Linked DNA regions of Zea mays: region 2 is linked to region 1. A link is a contact called in public Hi-C data. All regions are on one chromosome and are shown on one strand. The core of a region is the stretch at or near the end of the contact, and the rest is flanking DNA. Distances in the headings are between cores, read along the strand shown.

Evidence for each region. Hi-C and Micro-C count contacts between places; a contact is called where the count stands out from the background.
Region 2: a contact with region 1 is called in a Hi-C map of bundle sheath, with 2.7 times the contacts expected there. The contact joins the promoter of LOC101202728 here to the promoter of LOC100283308 in region 1. A contact is called at or near these places in 11 of 25 Hi-C or Micro-C datasets (bundle sheath, ear, endosperm and 3 more) and 2 of 3 datasets of contacts at active chromatin or transcription factors (leaf and seedling).

Annotation. Positions count from the first base shown.
Region 1 is chr5:225,487,309-225,493,043 of Zm-B73-REFERENCE-NAM-5.0, reverse strand. LOC100283308 (chloroplast channel forming outer membrane protein) reads left to right here and starts at 3,640. Exons shown (of 5, transcript NM_001156210.2): 1 at 3,640-3,998; 2 at 4,112-4,201; 3 at 4,317-4,472; 4 at 4,584-4,682. The coding sequence starts at 3,909.
Region 2 is chr5:225,709,799-225,715,533 of Zm-B73-REFERENCE-NAM-5.0, reverse strand. LOC101202728 reads right to left here and starts at 2,500. Exons shown (of 41, transcript NM_001398272.1): 1 at 2,149-2,500; 2 at 1,810-2,035; 3 at 1,608-1,701; 4 at 1,125-1,235; 5 at 865-1,011; 6 at 654-746; 7 at 474-565; 8 at 258-384. The coding sequence starts at 2,371.

The DNA.
Region 1 (5,735 bases), core at 2,391-4,890:
TGATTGTTTTCATCATGTCTTGGAGTGTTGCACTTCGCTCTTGCAATGAATGAGAAACTCAGAATGCTTGGATGGCTTTGAATGAGGTGGTTAGGGGGGTATTTATAGCCCCCAACCACTTCCTAGCCGTTGGTGAAGTCTGATGGCGATGGGCGCACCGGACAGTCCGGTGGCGCACCGGACAGTCTCTGTTCACTGTCCGGTGCGAGCCACGTCAGCGCACCCGTTAGGGTTTGGAGTAGTTGACCGTTGGAGCGCCTTGTCGTCTTGCTGCACCGGACAGTCCGGTGACCTCTGACTTCTGCGTGACACTGTTCACACTATAGACTCTGCGCAGTCGACCGTTGGCGCACAGGGAGCCGTTGCTCCGCTGGCTCACCGGACAGTCTAGTGAATTATAGCGGAGCGCGTCTCTGAATTCCCGAGAGTGGCTTGTTCGAAGGGCGCCTGGCTTTGTGCACACCGGACACTGTCCGGTGCACCAAAAATCAGCACACTCTAAGTCTTGCTCCAATTTTTGATTGACTCCCTAACAGAATTTCTTTCTTGGTTTGTGTTCAACCTTATGCACCTGAGATAAATGATATATAGACAAACTAGTTAGTCCATGTGGTTTGTGTTGTACGTCAACCACCAAAATCGTTGGTTAACCCTATATCCCTTTCAACAAGCAACATTCCAAGTAGTTGCATGGAGTCAGAAGTATCAAAATCCACATATCAATCAATGTGACATTTTGGATCAGTTAGTTAGGGTCTAGAATATATTTGAAAAATGAATAGAAGTTCAGATTACCCCGCCAGAAATGCTATAGAAAAACTGAACATAACACCTAATAGCAATTACCCTATCTAGTCAGCCTAAACAGAGCACTTTTTGTGACTTACTCGGCAGTAGATGGAGGTCATCCCTCAACTAATAATGCCCAATTCGAGGAGCCATATGCAACTGCCATTTCTGATGATGCCAGTTCATCAGCCTTTTGTTCCAAAGATGTAAGATCACGCTGCATCCAACATATAGACGCAAATTTTGTAAATCCCAAGAGTTCATATGCATAACCTTCTATGATGAAGGGGACTATATAGCATGCTCCAATTGAAACATCCATCATACCATCACAATCTTACATTTAAATCAGGAAACACCATCGTTAGGCTAACTTCCTTCCGTCGACGTGTTAACTCTTCTTGAAGTTTTCTATGTGGTAAGAAGTTCAAGTAACAACAAGACCACAACCTTCATTTGATGACACAAAAAATGACGCACAAATCCTCAAACAATTAGAACAACAATGAAGCTAATAGGCACGACAACAATTATAGCTTACAACACATCAATTTACTAATATCAGGCAAAAAATTGGTCCTATAAATAGATTGTGCATGTGCAATAAAGAAGTTGTGTATAAGAATAATGTGGGCATTGATCTGGAGCCTGAGATAACTTCTCACAGATTAAGAAAAAAACTGGCATACCTATGCTTCAGAACGTGAGCATGAGCTTCCACATCCAATTTTATAGATTGGCATACCTATGCTTCTGAATACGAGCATGAGCTTCCACATCCAATTTTATAGGTGCTCTAATAGATTCCTTTCTCTCGTGATGACTTGGTCCAAACTTAGCATGGGCTCTATTTAATTCCATTTGTTGACTCCATACCATAAGAAAGGAAAATAGATAAAATGGACCAAATTGAACTTACGTTGATCTCCTTCATAGATATTGGACTTTTTGCCTTTGCTCCTTCATAAGAGATTTCATCTTCGCTTTCAGTAATTGGCTTTTCATTTTCAGGCTGCGACAACAAGAATATTATAATAACAAATAAGTATATCCAATCTAAAAGCTATAAGAGGTAACAATCAAGATAAAAATTAATATCATATGTTGTGATTGATTTAAATTAAATTCTATAAAGAGCAAGCAACTAAACTAAGCATGATAGTAGGAACAATTCAAATAAATGAATGAATACAATAGAAATGTACCAGTGAAGCAACGAGCCTAGAAGCTAGTGCTTCAATCTTTCCTGAATACTCAGAAAGCTTAGCTTTTGAAATGCTGGTCAGGGAACAAAATCATCAAAAACATATGGTTGAAAATGGGCAGATGGAGAAAAGATGACGGGGAAAGAGATATGAAACTTTACTTTCATTGATATCCCCATTAGAAGGAATACTATGATCTCTAAGAGTCATGACAACTGCACCACTTTCCAAAACCTTATCAAGGCCATGAAAAACCTTGACACCAGACAAGTGGCATGTTTCTCGCAAAACAAAAAACAAAGGCACTTGTAACCGTTGCAATTCACGACATATTAAAACAAACAATTATGACTATAATTGTTAGCCAACTATTAACTAAAAAGATCTATATATCAATACCTACCACATGTGTATCTTCCTCACCATCGTCATCCCTTGGAGGCAGACATGGTCGATGATGCTAGAGGTGTAGTTCGGGAGGCCCTCGAATTGGTAGAGCTAGCTGTACAGGAGCAACTCCTAGGTGGTCTCATGGACGTGGGAGTCGACGACGGGGCCGTAGCGCAAATCATAGAACTCTCAGAGCAACAAATAATACAAACTTCGTTATCATCAGACGCAACAAGAAAGACCAAAGCAACAGAGGGATGAAATACCCTTGCTAACAACGACATGATCACCATAAGCTCCTCACCTCCATAACAATACACTGGTAGATAGAATATGTTGAGATTCATAAAGTCCTGAAGCACGGGCGTGATGGACTGCTCCAGCGGGATCGCCACGCTCATCCGCTGGCTTGTCGCAGCACCTTGCTGATTTAAACAGGACGATTAAGCGAACACCCAAATGCGCGTCGATGGTAGGTCTGCGTCGATTTGGGGCGAGGTTTTGGGCAGCACGATTCTCCTCGATGGCAGCACAATTCTTCATTGCATCTCGTCGATTTGGGGCAAAGTTGGGCAGCACGATTTGGGGCTAGGTTGGTCCGCGAACGATGGGGCCGCACGCTGTTGACGTTGTCGGGACCCCGCGACGATGGTGTGGCACCTCGATGTGGGGAAGCGCCGAACCAGGGGCGGGATTTGGGGATGCAAACGTCGACGCGCGGAAGCGCCGTCCGCGAATGGGAAGGGAGAGGAACCTGGGCGGGATTTGGGGACTCTCACCTCGACACTCAATATTGATTGGGGGTCGCGGGCAGATCGGCGCGCCATGGGTCGAGGCGCGCGCGTGGTTTGTGCCGGTGAGGAGCCGGAGTGAGATCTGCGCGCCGCGGGGATTTCGGGGAGGAGAAGAGAGCTGGGCATGCTGTGTGCGGCGTGCGTGGTTTGTGCCGGCGAGGAGCTGGAGTGAGATCTGCGCGACACGGGGATTTCAGGAAGGAGAAGAGAGCCGAGCGGTGGGGACGTTGGAGGGGCGGTGAGGAAGGGCGGGGGCACGATGAAGCTATGTGGTGGACGTCCACGGTACCAACATATGGAGCAGTAGAGATTAAATTGTTTTTCTTTCTTTTAAATAGCAAAAAGACATTTCATGACATGTGTCTCGTTTGATAATGGCATTTCAGACGAAAATCACCCGTTTGATGGCAATACAGCGAAGTCCATATCCTATATTGACATAGTTCTAAATTTCTCAGCCCAGCACACAGCCCATAACGATGGCCCCCGGCCTATTCGGGCTCGCCTACCATCTCTCCTCCGGTCCTTCCTATCATACCGGCGGGCGGCGCGGGGCAGCTAATCGGCAATCCGGCTTCGCCTCGTCGCAGTCCAATCCGCACTCACCGCCGCCCTCCCGCCCCTCACCTGCCCGCGGCAGTGTCGGAGTAAACCCTACCGGACCTATCGTCACGCGACTGCGGGAGTTGCTTGCTTCTTCTGCCGCTCTCTCGCTCCGTCCCTTCCGCCCATGGAGACCTCGCTGCGCTTGCGCAGTGGCGGCGGCCTCCGCATCCACGCCAAGGAGAAGCTGCCCCTCGGCCACAGCTCGCTGCTGCAGGTGCAGCTGCAGCTGCTATTCCTCCTCCCTTTACTCTGTCATTCATTCAGTCGTCTCAATTTCATCTCATCTGATTGCTTCGGTTCGATTCCAACCCCACGGCTGCCGCGCAGGCTCATGCGGAGCTCGACCTCCACACAAGCCCCGCCGGAGTTACTACCCCGAGTTATCTCGCTCTCTTTGTCAGGCACTTCTACTCGCAGGTCAGCCGTCAGATACTCCCCCCTCCATTTCCATACCTGCCAACCCATCCTTTCTTTTACAAGTGATAAGCAAACCAGTTTGCCACAAAATTTAAAATAAACATGCCATGTATAGCTATCAGCCAATCTCGGAGCTGGCGTCCAGTTGCACAACGGCGATGACCTCGCCTACAGTTTTCGCGCCAAGAAGGCCGTCCTGTTCAAACCAGATAATGGGTTCCTAGGTCTGAACCTTAAAGGGCGCCTACTTACCGATAAAGAGTTGAAGCCGGTAATTTTCTCGAGCAAAAATACGCTTGCTGTCAGTCCAGTGTGTGTGATCTTATTAACCACACCACAATGTTGCTCTCTGTCTCAAGCCTGTGCCCCTTGGTCCTTGCAGACGAAGACAACTGGATCCGTTGAACTGGCATGGACCATACTTGACTTGAAACAGGGCCAAGACGTAAGGCTCAAAGTTGGTTACGAATTGTGTGACAAGGTAATCAGACCATTTCTATTTCCAGCCGATGCAAAATGTTCCACCGGCAAGCAAGCCACCTAAACAGTTGCTTCCTTTTAGCGATCATGGCCATGCATGGGTGTAGGGTGGTGAATGAAGCATGATTAATCATGAACAGTCACAGCGTTCAAAAGACGCACGGGCTGAGTGAATTATCTAGTCATACAAGTTTCAGTTAGATTGCAAATTATTTCTCTGATTCTTTTCCCCTTACAATCTTCTGGGTGATGCTGGTTCACTCCTGCACATGAGCACAGCACATTAACATGACTAGAAAAAGAAACACCTTATCGGGCGCTGTAACAATCATGAATACACAGGTTCATCTAAAACTATATTGTATATTGAACGAAGCAACTTGTCAGACACAACTCACCCTCAGAACACACCCCAACACATGCAAAAAAAAACTAACTGGCTTAAGCAACTTCTTGGAGCTACACTACTCCAGCTGAACACCGTAGACAAGTTGTGGACCCTGGATTTTGCAATACGGTGTGCCACACCCCCACTAAAAGTTTCACGTGCACTTTGCTAAAAATCCTTTCAGCAATTTGGCAAACAATTGAGAATTTGTCCTGTAATTTGGTGTACACGTACTAATTAACATAAATAGGTCTTAAATTCAACAATTTAGTACACAATGTATGAATAATCAACAAATGATCCCCTAATTACTATTTCCTATATCTACCAGCTACATTAATCAATTGAACTAATTTGAGGATAAATTGATCTGGTTAGTAACTACTGCCAGAGTAAGTCTGCAACATACATTGGACCTGGCCTTGGGGAGTTCAGACTTGGCTCTGCAGTACTGCTGCCTGTCCCCTGTCGCAATGTGCTGTGCTGCTGTGTGGAACTGGAAACAAAAAGAGAGGTGAGGTACTGATGCCTGGCGGTGACCTGCTTTAATTGTAGAATAACATTCAGTAATTTAGTTACATCACATATTCTATCACAGGCAATAAAAAGATCTAACCTGTGTCAAACCCAATATCTCGACAGATTCACTAGTTTTAATTGTTCCCT
Region 2 (5,735 bases), core at 1,251-3,750, 220 kb before region 1:
CAAAATTGCACCTAACATAAGCATTCTCAGAAACTGTGAAAGCGGACAGAACGTGATTGTTCATGTTATGCCAACAGCTTTGTGCAAGCGAAGATCACATAAGCATAAGTTAAAAACATACTATTTCTCAATCAAATTTTTGTCGTTACATACAACTATTTATGTTAAAATAATTAACCCTTGCAAGATTCACTTCAATAGTTTAGTAAGTATGCAATGCAATAAACTTATTTTGGAAAACTCAGGATTGTCCATACATGATGATAGATGTAGCAAAGACATTCTGGCATGAATCTCAGGTTAGCTGCCTCGCCCCATATGAGCAGATAAAGACCCATATAGAGAAGTTTGCGTTGTTGCACCTCCTGTTGGATAGTCGGCAACCTAGAATGGAAATGATCAATTCATGAGCCAATCGGTGTTGAGCAGAACATATAACTGCAGCTCTTGACAGTATCATGAGCATCTCATACCATAAGCTGCTTTTGCGACCAAGATACTTGCACCACCTCTTGTAATTCTTAAATAGCTTCTTCATTACTGTATCCAGTGCTCGGTCATCCAACTGAGAACATTAACCAGTAAGAAATGGGTAAATGCCACAAACATGAAGTGCCTCATGTGTTTTATATGATATTGATCTAAGGGGATACCTTTGGTTGTTGGTCAGATTTGGGAATCTGTCTTATGTGCACGTTGGCAAGCAAGAGTATGAGATGCTCCCTTTGGTTGGATACGTTATCTTTCTGCAGAGTGATGAGCAAAGTTAGAGAGCACGGATTCAGAGATCACAAATGGTCATGGGCATGAAAATCTGATACAAAACCAGAGAAGATGATGAAAAGATCATCCAAGTGTGATAACCTGGAATCCAAACATGGCCTGAAGCCAGGCAAGAAGATCTGCATCACGCTTCTTTTCGTGTTCCTTGGGTGCATCACGCTTCTTTTCGTGTTCCTTGGGCCATGGCAGACCTCTAGTGTTACGAAGAGCATGGAAAGCAGCTTGGATCTACACACATAATGATAACACATGCGAGGCAACATATAAACCATAGCGTAAAAATGCATAACCATCTTGTGAGAACATGAACGATAGCAGGTTGATATAAAATAGGTGGTAACCTCAGGATAGAGCATGATAGGCTGGTTGGCACTGTCAGGATCAAGCGGGAGGATATTGTAAGGAAGGTATAGCTTCTTCTTTTCCTCGACCTGGTTGTGCGTCTCCAGAATCTGCAAGGGGCGGTTGTGTTCTGTGAATAGGGAATTAAAGAGAGCTGCAATAGGAAGATGGAACCAACGAAGTAGAAGTCCCCCGTCCCAAAATAGTAGTTGTTATCACTTTTCGAAGAGTCAACCATTTCTAACGTTGATCAAAGATATATAACAAAATATTTAATATTTATAGTATATAATTAGTATCATTAGATATATCTTTGAATCTATTTTCATAATAGACTTATTTAGATTATTGCTAATATTTTCAAATCTAGGCAAACTTGACCAGCACGAATACCATATGAACGACTATTTTGGGACAGAGGGAGTATTACTGCATGCATATATCAATGGTACTCCAGCAAGAAAGGTGGTAGTGATGCTTACCGACTTATCGACTTCGATTTTCTGGGAGACATTGACGGCTCTGAGGACCTCGAAGAGCACGGCTGCAGTTTGATAGGCTTTGGTGAGCTGAGCCCTGGGGATGGATGAATTGATCAGTTGATTGGGTAATGACTTTTATTTTTATGTAGAACGCCTAATAAGTGGAGTACATAACAATAGAATAAAGGAGGAAGAAACAGACCTGTCGGCTTTATCAGCAACTTTTTGAAGCGCCTGAATGTACTTCTTGTAGTAGAGCTGGTAGAAGCTCTGCATTTCTCTGGCGTCACTCTGCTTGACCCTGCCCTTGAGCGTGGGATCGTTCTCCCTCTCGAGCCTCTGCAACAGCGCAGTTTTGAACTGGCGGACACCACGGCCGCTGGAGGTGGGGTCGAGGCGATGCGCCTTCTCGAAGGCGTAGAAGCGGCCTGGAGAGGAAGAGGGAGGCCAAATTGAGTGACTGATTGACTGATTGCGAGGGCCACAGGGAAGCAGAAGCAGACAAACTGAAAACGAAACGAATTCTGCTACTACTACTCACAGAGGTAGGCTACTCGCGGGTTGCTGGCCTCCACCTCGTTGGCCACACGCAGGATGGGGGCGATGTCGACAAGCGACGACGGGACGACCTCGCTGTCGAATATGGAGTCGCCGAGGTTGCCGGCGGTCTGGGTGCGGTAGATCCTCCTGCCGCCGGCGGAGGCAGAGGAGTCTCCTCCGGGGGTCATCCTACGGCCTCCGCCGCCCCCCGAGGAGGATGCCATGGGTATGGGCGGGTTCTCGGCTACCCTAGTACAGCCGCCGCAGGAGCAAGTGAATTGCGATGTTCTTCTTCTTCTTCCCGATCAATCAGCTCTCTCCGCGGCCTCCCCCTGCAACAGCCAGAATTGAATTGAACAAAGTCAGTTTGTACATGATTTGATTGAGATGAAATTTGAATGAAGGGAGCGGGGGGCGGACGGAAGTAAAACAAAAAAAAAATAACCGAGGCAGAGAGACACAGACACTCATGTATCCTGTTTGGGGAAGAGAGGGCGCGAAGAGCTGGATCGCCTCCGGATGGATCGTGTGGGAAGAGGAATTGATTTCTGGGGGAGGAGGAAGAGGAAAGGTGCTGCCCCCGCCGCGTCCCTCCTTGGTCTGGACTGCTGGTGCGAGGAAGAGAAGCGCAGTGGGAGTGCGCAGCGAGGTGCGAGCTTTGCTTTGCTGTGGTAGTGTGGTGGCTGGCTGGCTGGCTGCTTTTCCCTTCCCCTTCTCCCGAAAAGCATGGCTGCCTGCTTTCTTCACTCGCCCCACTTTTTGCAAGGCAGCAGCCCAGTGGCGGTGCGGTGGGTGCTGCTGCTGCACCAGAGGCGTAGCGTAGAGCGGCCGCAGAGACCCGCCTTTTAGACTAACTGCAACGCAGCCCCTACGCAGTGTAGGGGACACTCCACGACCCCAGTGGTGCCCCTATAATGCTCCCTACGCGTCGGCCTCCTTCTCTCTCCCTCCAGATCTAGTGTGTCACTGTTCATCACCCTAAACACTATATTGTGGGTCCACGAGTAATTATTAGTAGATAAAAAATTAGTAGTTAATATAGAAAATAATATTTTATAATTGTAGTGGGGTATAGGGGAGTATTTAGGGGGAATCGCTGCGGGAGATGAAAAAATAGGGGAGAAAATAAGGGAGAAAAGTGATATAGAGGGAAAAATTTAGAGATAACGATTGCGGATAGTCTTATCCCTACTAGTACTAATACACGTCGACGGCGACCTCTGACCAATGTTTTACTACCTGCCAACCATTTTACTGTTCCTATATGCTCTGGAACAAATAAATAAAAAACGGATTCTACATACATATGTGTGCTCGTTTTTTCCTTTTAGCAAAAAAAACGATCAAAGGAAATATGTATGTATACTCCGCTTTTTATTTTTATTTATTTGTTATCGAGGTCGAGGATGTGGCTGCGGTGCGGCGGCTTTAGCTTAGCAGGTCAATGAGAGAAAGAATTTTTCAGTTTCGATGGCTCTGGAGTCTGGATTCATATTGGACGGGTAGGTCGGACCACGCCGTTCTTCTATTCTTTCCTATCTACTGTTGTACTTGTCAGCAATCTAACTCAATATCGTAGCTGTGGTGGTATTAACCTATACTTACTCTGTTCTTTTTTATTTATCGATGTTTAGTTTCAAAATAAACTAGCCGCCAATAAATATTCGAAAACGGAGATAGTGTAATTGTGTATATCCGGTTTTACTCAGGTCGTCCTGATCCAACATGTTGTCTCGATGGGAAGTGGTGTGAGCTTGTCCAAGATAAGTTTCACCATCATGATGTTTAGAGTCTGGACATAGCATAGACTTGTTAGTCGGGGAAGTCGACCATCTGAATCTGGTCATGTGTATCTTGATCACGACGTCGTAATTCTCTTTGGTTCCTTTTGTCTTCTAATCGCCACATAAGTGTCGTTGTCGTATGGTTAGAGGGTTGAGTAGCTTGGTGCCATGAGTCTACCATGAACACAAACCAATCTCCACAGATGGAGTCTAAGTCTGAGGCAAAACTGAAGACCGAATATGGGTAGGTGGCACAATGGAGTACTGAGAGCACCTAGAGGAGGGTGAATAGGTGATCCTGTAAAATCAAACACTAATAGCCACAAAACTTAGTTTAAAGTGTTAGTACGGCTAAGTAGCTTTGAAGCGAGTTCAACAATCACAGAGAAGGCAACGCAAGTGACACGCGATTTTTATCCCGTGGTTCGGCCAAGTAATACTTGTCTACTTCCACGTTGTGGCGTCCCAATGGACGAGGGTTGCACTCAACCCCTTTCAAGTGATCCAATGATCAACTTGAATATCACGGCTTTCTTCCTTATAGTCTTTCTCCCGTTTGCGAGAAATCTCCACAAGTTGGAGCCTCTCGCCCTTACAATAAAGATCTCAAAGAATGCACAAGAGTAAGGCTAGGAGAGCAACACACACAAATCCGCAGCACACACACGCACACAAGCCAAGACTTGAGCTCGAAACGTAGCGCAGAGAGTTCACAACTCGAACGGAGCTCAAATCACTAACACAATCGATCAAATGCGCGGAAACGGAGTGTGGGAGTCTTAGAATGCTTAGTGAATGCTTGGGTGACTCCTCCATGCGCCTAGCGGTCCCTTTTATAGCCACAAGGCAACTAGGAGTCGTTGGAGGCCAACTTGGAGGGCCAAACTTGCCTTCTGTCGGGTGGTGCACCGGACAGTCCGATGCACCACCGGACAGTCACTGTAGTTGTCCGGTGCGCGATCGCCTTCCAAATCAGACGCATCCGATCGTTGGTCCTCGGGGTCGATTGGCGCACCGGACACTGTCCGGTGCACACCGGACAGTCCGGTGTGCCCAACCGACCGTTGTTGCGGGCCACGTGTCGCCCGCGGATTGCACGGCCGACCGTTGGCTCACCGGACAGTCCGGTGAATTATAGCCGTACGCCGTCGTTGAATCCCGAGAGCGGTGAGTTCACCGCGAACCAGCCTGGCGCACCGGACACTGTCCGGTGCACCACCGGACAGTCCGGTGTGCTAGACTGAGCTGAAGTTTTGTTGCTCACAGCCAAGTCTTTTACAATCCGATTCCTCTCTTTTCGGCGCTGTTTCTAGCACTTAGACAAACAATGTTAGTTCACAAAAACAATGTACTAAGTCTAGAAATGTACCTTTTACTTTGATTTGCACCTTTCACATATTTAGCACATAAGTACTCAAATAATGTGTTGTACATCTAATCACCAAAATATTTATAGAAATTGCCCAAGGGCACATTTCCCTTTCAATCTCTCCCTTTTTGGTGATTTATGCCAACACATCAAAAAGCAACAAAAGAAGTGCAATGTTGAATCAAATTGAAGACCAAATTGTTTTTGCTTATGATTTGGCATATTTGGATCACTCTTTGCCACCACTTAGTTTGTTTTTGTAAATCAATTCCTTTTTCCTATCTCTAAGTCAAACACACTTGTTTGGGCAAATCAAGAGATGTTCCAAGAGAAAAATTGATCAAATACCAAAAACTCCCCCTTTCCCCATAATCAAAAATTCTCCCCCACAAGAGACCAAATTTTGTAATTTGAGTATTTTGACAAAATCAAATT